Regions from separate parts of the Rattus norvegicus genome. Here region 1 is linked to region 2. Evidence: chromatin contacts called from public Hi-C data. All regions are on one chromosome and are shown on one strand. The core of a region is the stretch at or near the end of the contact, and the rest is flanking DNA. Distances in the headings are between cores, read along the strand shown.

What was found. A called contact is a pair of places that touch in the nucleus more often than the background predicts.
Region 1: a Hi-C map of liver shows a contact between it and region 2, with 2.8 times the contacts expected there. The contact joins the promoter of Senp6 here to the promoter of Tmem30a in region 2. A contact is called at or near these places in 1 of 12 Hi-C or Micro-C datasets (liver) and 1 of 1 datasets of contacts at active chromatin or transcription factors (oligodendrocytes).

Annotation. Positions count from the first base shown.
Region 1 is chr8:89,866,602-89,870,846 of GRCr8, forward strand. It overlaps Senp6 (SUMO specific peptidase 6), which reads left to right and starts at 2,672. Exons shown (of 24, transcript NM_001106842.2): 1 at 2,672-2,942. The coding sequence starts at 2,894.
Region 2 is chr8:89,631,317-89,635,363 of GRCr8, forward strand. It overlaps Tmem30a (transmembrane protein 30A), which reads right to left and starts at 1,975. Exons shown (of 7, transcript NM_001399760.1): 1 at 1,628-1,975. The coding sequence starts at 1,864.

The DNA.
Region 1 (4,245 bases), core at 1,422-3,921, 240 kb after region 2:
AAAAATGGAACTTTTATCCTGCACTAGTGCCAGCACCGTAGGACCACATGGCATCTGAGGGGTAGCTACCCAGTAAAATCACTGACTTATCAAGGCTCCCTGCTTCAGACTCTGCCCACACTCCGGGCAACTGCCCCCTGGTAGTTATAGTATGAACTCTCAGCCACCCATTGAAATCAAGACCCAATAAGCTATAATTTAGCAAACAGATTTATATGTTAAATTCTCAATCTATAATACGTCCACACAATAAACTCACAACCAATTGATAAAGATATAAACTACCCACCTAGATAAGATAAATTGACCTACAGAAATCCACCCCTTAAGAAATATTCATAACTACCTATGGCCATTTAAGGCCACACGGATCTGGGTCGTCCTTCTCTATCTCCATCTTGAATCTTTTTCCTTCTTTCCTCTTCTCTCCCACCTTACCAAAACTTTGTCCCCACCTTACTTTTTACTGTCCAATCATGAGCCTTGACCTAACTTGTGCCAGACCTCACCTGCATGTAGACACACTTCCTAGTTTCCCAGGCCATATGTATTAAGTTTTTGTGGTTCTGTTTTGAGGCAAAGTTTTATTGTACAGCTCTAGCTGCCCTGGAGCTCCTTATGTAGACCAGGCTGGCCTCAAACTCACAGAGATCTGCCTTCCAAGTACTAGGATTACAGGAATGAGTCACCATAGTGGGATAAATTACTATACTACCAAGCTGGCAACTTACCACACAGTTATCATGGCATAGTTCTGTAAGGTCAGAAGTCAACATCTGTCTCACTGAACTAAAATCAAGGTTCTACATTCCTTTCTCTAGAATCAGTTTCTTCACCTTTGCCATGATGAGAGCCAACTTGCATCCCTTGACTCCTGGTGCTTCCCCCACAGAATGGCTATCTTTAAACAAGAGGCACACTTTATATTCTGTAGGTCAGACCCATCGTCCCGCATCTACCTATTTATCTATAAACCTCAGTATACTAAGTCATTTGCACAGACTATGTCATTCAAAGACTTTCCCTACAGGATCATGTATTTCCTTAGGCAATAAAAATACCAACTGTAACACATTATATTCATTATGTTAATTTTATGAAATCAGGATAGATTACTGGTGTCACTATGGTAACAAGTATTGTGGGTTTTTTTGTTTGTTTGTTGTTGTTTTGAGGCAAAGTTTCACTGTGTAGCCCTGGCTGGCCTGGAACTAACTCGCTTTGTGTAACCAGGTTGGCCTTGGACTCAGAGATCTGCCTTCCTTGGCCTTCTAAGCACTAGAATTAAAGGTGTGAGTCACTACAGTGGGATAAGATGCAAAGTTACCAAATGAGTCTTGATTAACAACTGCATTAGAAGTGCTCAAAGGGCTGGAGAAAAGGGCTCAGCAGTTTGCTTCTAAGCGCCTAGGCGGGGCACCCTCTTCTGGCCTCTGAAGTAACTACAAGCAGCCGCAATACCAACCCTAACAGCAGCAAAACACCTCCCCCAGTCCCCGCCCGCATTCTTTCTTTCTTTCTTTCCTTTTTTTTTTTTTTTAAGAAAAAAATGTTTATTAGCAGACCACCTAAGGGGTTTGAATTTCTGTTAACTTTTTTTTTTTCATTTTCTGCATTCTCCATAGATGTTTTTATTTTTGTTTTGGAGACAGGCTCTTACTTTGTGGACCAGACTTGGCCTCCAACGGATAGGGATCCACCTGCCTCTATCCCCTCATGGGTTCCACCACGCCGGAAACAAAACAAAGAAAAACAAAACACCCTCAAATTATATCATTGTCTGAAACTCTGGTGTAGAATGTGGTGTTTGAAGTATCAAACAGATGACAAAGGTTCTCTCTTTCTCTACCCAAAGTGTACTGGCTCAATCACATGTATTGTTTTGAAGACCAATGTGGACACAATTTACTTTCCAAAGTGGTTGCATTACCTGGCTACAATTTTTTTTCCTCCACATGGCACGTTTTAAATTCTGTTTTAGACAAGAACTTGGGGCTTTTCTTTAGAATTTGTGGTGCCACAGGACCAAATAGAACACCTCACAGGCAGGCAGGCAGGCTTGCAAGCGCTCACAGGCGGGTCTGCCATGGGGCCTTCAGAGGAAGGGATTTTGTTCGTACCCCGCCTAGGCCGGGCGCACAAGGCCACACAAGGCCCGCAGGCCCACAGCCCCCCGGTTAGGTACGGCCGGCGCCGGGGGGCAGCGAAGGGGGACGAGCCCGGACCCGCAGGGAGAGGCTTGGGGCGGCGGCGGGGCGGGCCCGGAGCCCGGTGGGGGAGGAGCGGCGGCGGGGCTGCTGTGGCGACCGACGCGCGGCGGTGGCGGAGACCCACCCCCGTCCACATGGACAGTCGCCGAGGCCTGGGCTGATGCTCTGACGCCTGGGCGGGGTGGGCGGGCGGCGGCGGCCACTGCTGGAGCAGCGAGGGGTCGCGGGCGCCTGACGGTCGCGGAGCCCTCGCTCGGCTCGGCGCTGCGGCCATTTTACGGCCCGGGACGCAGGAGGCGTGTGAGCGTTCGCTTCGTTCTCCGTCCTCCGGGGCCAGCGGCGGAGCGGAGAGGAGCTTCTCCGAGGCCGGCGCGGGCGGTGGATGGGGAGTCGTGTGCTGAGGGGAGCCGGGCCCGGGAAGCGCCGCCGCCGCCGCTCACGGTCCCCGGTAGGCGCCTGAGGAGAAGAAACCCAGGCCGTGGGCCTCACCGCCTCCCGTCAGCCCGCGACAGGCCCGCTTTTGTGTGGGGGCCCGGCCGGCGGGGAGCGCCCCTCGCGGACGGTCGAGCCCGAGGCCCGCCACCCTGCGGCTGCTACCCTCCCGACGTGCGGCCCCCATTCCCCGCGAGCACCGCGGCGGTGCCGGCCATGGAGTAAGAAGGAGGCGGCGTGGGAGGAGGAAGATGGCGGCGGGCAAGAGCGGTGGCAGCGCTGGGGGTGTTTTCCTGAAAGGTGCGTTCGGGTCTTCCTCAGGGGAGAGTCGGGGGGGGGGGGATTCGCGACACCGGGGTTCTCTCGGGCCGAGATACTCAGCTGTGTGCTCCGGGTGGACTTGGGGCCTCGGGGGTCGGGACGGTCGATGGCGGGCAGGGAACGCGCTGCGGGCGCGCCGACTTCGGGTCCTCCCGGGCAAAGGCTCGGGCAGGCTGGCGCGAGGCGGCGCGGTAGCCGCGCAGCGAGCGGAGGCCCAGGGCGGCCTGCGAGGGGCAGGCCGAAGGCTTGGACTAGCTCCCACCTCCATATTTTCGATGGTTGCCTAGTGGGCGAGGAGCAGACTGCGTTCAGGTGTTTTTCTTAGCGTTCGTGGAAAGTTTCAGACCGCTAAGCTTGGTTGGAACTGGCCGATCCAAGTAGGCAGGGGAGAGAGGTAGTTTGTTTCACTGCCTTTTGGTTTAAAGCTCCCAGGCTAGCCGCTGCCATTGGAGTGCAGGTTAGACCTGGCGGTGCTCGATACTCCAGTGAGATGTGTTTGGCTATACTTTGTAAAGCAGTTCATTTGTGAAAGAGAGAGAGAGAGAGAGAGAGAGAGAGAGAGAGAGAGAGAGAGAGAGAGAGAGAGAGAGAGAGAGAGAGAGAAATATGAGCTTTGGAGTGTCAGTTTGGGGACAGCCAGGGAAGGTAAAAGAGTTAGGATGTTCCCATTTTTTAGTCGCTTGTGAGGCAGAGTTAACTATTTTAGTTGGTGGACTAAGTCTGCTTAAAAGGTATGTTATGGTTTGGGGTGGTGGCAAATGGGTAACTACTGCCTATGGCTGTATTGGGACCCCCACAATCCAGGTACATTTAGGTGCCGTTGTGGACCGGGAACGTAAACGTTCATACGACTTTAAATTTTCTAGTAACTGAATTTATAAATATGTTTTGGAAAATAAGTATGCGTTTAGTAATTGTTAAGAATAATTACTCTTTGGGGTAATTTTCAGTTTTTTTTTTTCTAGAAGAAATATATCCAGGCCATGCTTTAAGATATAATTTAGAAAAACTACAGAATTAAGAAAATGAAGTTTAAAATTAAGAAAGACTCTCTTAAGTGGTAGCAGGAGGGTGGCTCATGCCTTGTTTATTCCTTGACTGAGAAGAGGAAAAGTAATTTTCTTTATTCTTTGTACTTAAGAATAGGGAAGTGTGGGGGGGGGGGGAGAGGCTTCCTTTACTTTGCAGGCCAGGCTTTATATAAGAAGCGATGCTAGCTTTCTATGGTTTTCCTCTGTGATACGGAAAGCAAGTGTGTTTTCCTGACTTTGTTTCATAATCA
Region 2 (4,047 bases), core at 725-3,224:
ATCCATTATTCTATTTATTTTAGAGATGAGGCAACTAACCTTCAGAGAAAGTAAGACAAATACCCCAAATCTGAGCTAATTAAAAACTGCAGAGGGGTTGGGGATTTAGCTCAGTGGTAGAGCGCTTGCCTAGCAAGCACAAAGCCCTGGGTTCGATCCTCAGCTCCAGGAAAAAAAAAAAAGCTGCAGAGTTCAGGGTTTGGGTATGATAGGGGACAGGTGTTTTACATCTGAGAACTTAAAAAAAAAAAGTCTATAACATGTGTGCAGTTTTATCCAGTTGGACATACCTAATCTGAAAGTCTGTAATCCAAAATATTCTAAAATCAAAACTTTTCTCATGTCCAACCTGGTTGGCCCAGAGCTTCATTTACATTTTGGAGGATTTTGGGCTACATTTGAGTACTATCACAAGGCTAAAAACAGGAAGATAAAATATATACCAAAAACATATGCTGTGAACTTGCTCTAGTCAACACACTGAAAATAATCCTTAATGAAAGATTTAAAAAATACACTCTATAGATATTATTCTTACTTTCATTAACACTGAAGCACTGTGCACTTTAAAAAAAAAAAAAATGTAGCCACCTTACTTTAAGCAAGCTGGAAAGGCACCAAAACTCCCTAGCTAAAATGACTGGGGACGTCCAATTAAATCACATGTATTATTTATTTTAAAATTATGTAGACAAAAATATATGTTTACAACAAGAGAAAAAAGTGGGTTTACTCAACATCACTCTTGCCAATTCAAACAGATCACAACTCCCCTAAAATATGAAGGAGAGCTTGCGGGCATCTAACCCTGTACGCCACACAGCACTCACATTCTGCTGTCAACCAATCTTTACTGATGTGGACCGATAAATATGCAGAGACTGCTGCACCAGCACAAATCAAAATGTTTCCCCCAGCAGAGGGTTTCTATCATGTCTAAATATTCCAAAAACAAACAAAAACACAAAAAACAAAACAAAACAAAACCCAATGCCAGTGAAATCGTTTATAGATTATTTCGTGTGGAATCACTGACTCACACATTTTAAAAATCAAGCGGGGAGATCTGGGGCCACTGTGATACACAATTAGAAATGAATACAGACTAAAAGCAAACCAGGACTCAAGTTTCCTGCTTTTAACCACATCGTGGCCAACAACTAAATATATCTAATTAGCTCAAAATGAAAGTTACTTGTGTGTGCCCTGTATGACTTAATTTCTTCACAGAAGAATCAATATCTTTAAGACTCCGGGTTCCTTCATGCAACCAATTTGTTAATCTCGGTGTCCCAGAATGATCCCCACCCAAATAACAACAGTCTGCCCCTGTAACTTGCCTCAGGGTTAAACACCTAAATCTAACTTTTTCTCCTCTCCTAAAAAAACCATACACTCTACCTCTCGGAAACCCATGCAAACTGCCCCCAAAATAAGTCTCGTCCACCCGACATTCTAGCTTTATTCATTCCGTCTCCAGCCAGGTCAATCGAGAGCAAAAGGAAGCTAGCCCACAAAACTGCAAACTCAGAAAAGCCGCATAAGAAGAAACCGAGAAGAAACCAGAGGGCGGGGCCCGCCTGTCACCTTCCGTGAGCCAGGGATCACCGCCACGCCCCTCCCTCACCTCGATCTCACGGATGTTGTTGGAGGTGACGAAGATGCCGATGCCGATGGGAATGAAGATGAGGCCGATGATGAAGAAGGTGGGCAGCACCGTGCCGGCGGTGAGGATGGGCTGCCAGGCAGGCAACCGTTGCTGTTTGAAGGCCGTGTTATCCGGCCTCCGGGTCTTGGCGGCGCCCCCCGGAGGACCCGTGGGCCCGCCGTCCACCTCATCCTTCGCGCTATAGTTCATCGCCATTGGCCCCCGGGCTTCGGCTCGGCCCCGTCCAGCTGGGCCGCCCAGAGGACCTGCCTGCCGATCCTGACAGGAGACACGCAGTCGCCGCTGCCGCTACTACCTCCGCCACCCGCGCCGCCACCGGGGAGGCGGAAGAGGCGGGACACGCTTCTGCGGACGGCCGCTGACCGGAAGCGGGAGTCTTCAGGAGACGCCCCAGGGAGGGAGAGAGAGGAAATAGGGAGAAGATTGAGGGACGAGGGGAGGGGAGGGGGAGGAGGATGGAAGGGGGAGGGAAAAGGCGGACGCACCCTGATCATCTGCCCTGTGACGACAAAGTGAGGGGTTTAGGCCGGGCGCGCAGCTACGTGAGCGCATGCGCGGCCCTGGGCGACGTCACCGCGTCTGCGCACTGGGACAATAGCGTCTTAGCTCCCCGGGAAGACGCTACTGTTTGTGCACACTTCCTGTTGTGGTTATCATGGAGACCTCTGGAGCAGTCTGACCGGACTCGGTGACGTGGGCTACTTGTAATTTCGGCGCTGGGTTGACTTTTCTTATTAAGCCTACCCCTTTTCTGAAGGGAATTGTAGCGTTCCAGAGTCCATACGTATAAAAGGATGCAGCTCCTTTCTAAGTTTTAATTCGCCACTCATGAATTTAAGTGAGGTGACGTGACCCATTTGATCTTAAAAAAAAAAATCAATAATGTAACCTAGTTTAGCCCTAATCTCTCGCTTATGATCGATTTTCACTTATTTTTCTGTTTCCTTCACATTGATTTGGGAAGATTATTGTAAAACATGGTAGTGATTTAAAAAAAAAAAAAAAACTTGGTAATCAAAAACCAGAACATATTTTAACCTGCCAAGGAAATACTTATTGAGACTATGTGTAATCCCAGCACTCAAAAGGTAGAGGCAGAATAATTGAGAATATAAGGCCAACCTGAGCTACTAGAGAAAAAGAAGCCAGAGGGAAATCCAGAGAGACATGTCTCAATAAAACAAACAATAATTAGTAACTCAAAGACACTGAGGCACTACAGAGGATGCAAACTATAAAGCATGAAGTGCTAACTAACCTCCATCGATTGACTGCAGACTGGATTTTTTTCTTTTTACTTTTCTATATTTTACAAATTTTCTTTTATAAACATGTAAATTTACAAAAATAATTATATAGCATCTATATTTCAAAATCGTGTTTGAAATCCAGACTCTCTGACAGCAAATACCCACATTTAAAAATATTTGTCTACAGTTTTGACTTGCTTGGGTAAGTTCTTTGATCTTGGACTCCCCACCCCCCACCCCCCCCACACCCGGGGTTTTCCTGACAGGGTTTCTCTCCATAGACCAAGCTGTCCTCAAACTGATATAAATCATCTTGCCTCCTGAGTGTTGGAATCAAAGGCCTGCACCACCACAGCCTAGTTGATCTCTCAAACTCTTAAGGTCACTAGAATCTTTAGGTCTTTATCTTGCTTTAGCAGCCTAAGTCTACCTTCACAGTGGCTCAAATGAAAACCATCTGTCATAGTTAGGCATATCCTTTTATTTTAATGAGTTCTGTTGATTAGTAAAATGTTCATCACAGTGTTGGAGATAATCATGGAGTCTTTTTTTTTCTTTCCCCCCCACTCCTGTTTAGATCATCACAGTTGGATGTTAGTTCCTTTGTTTCTACTGTAGAACTTGGCTTAAACGGTGCTACAACTGGACCTTCAACTTAGAATTGAAAATATTCAGAAAAAAAAAGATTGCTTCTTTGCTAGTAAACAGGGAGACAATTTCCCATCATCATCTTTTACACTGTACTGAGTAGTATAGATACTATAATCAGGGATCCGTTTAAAGTGTATGGAGGATGTGCAAAAGCTACATTGTGTATAAAAGATTTGAGCTTCTGAGGATTGTATCCACAAGTTTCAGAACCTCCCAGGGAGGGGATGCTGCCAGAAACCTTCCTTTGCTTTAAAGCTTTGTGCTATTGTTGTTACCCGAGTAGTCATCTGATGGTTCCTGGTGTTACTTCCTCTTTCTTTAGTTTGCTCATAGCAAAGACTAACTGCCTGTTTTATTAAAAACTTCACTGGGGACCAGATGGTGGTCACACACATCTTTCCTTCCAGCACTTGGGAGGCAGATGTAGGAAGATTTCTGTGAATTCCAGGCCAGTCTGGTCTATGTAAGTGAAGTTCC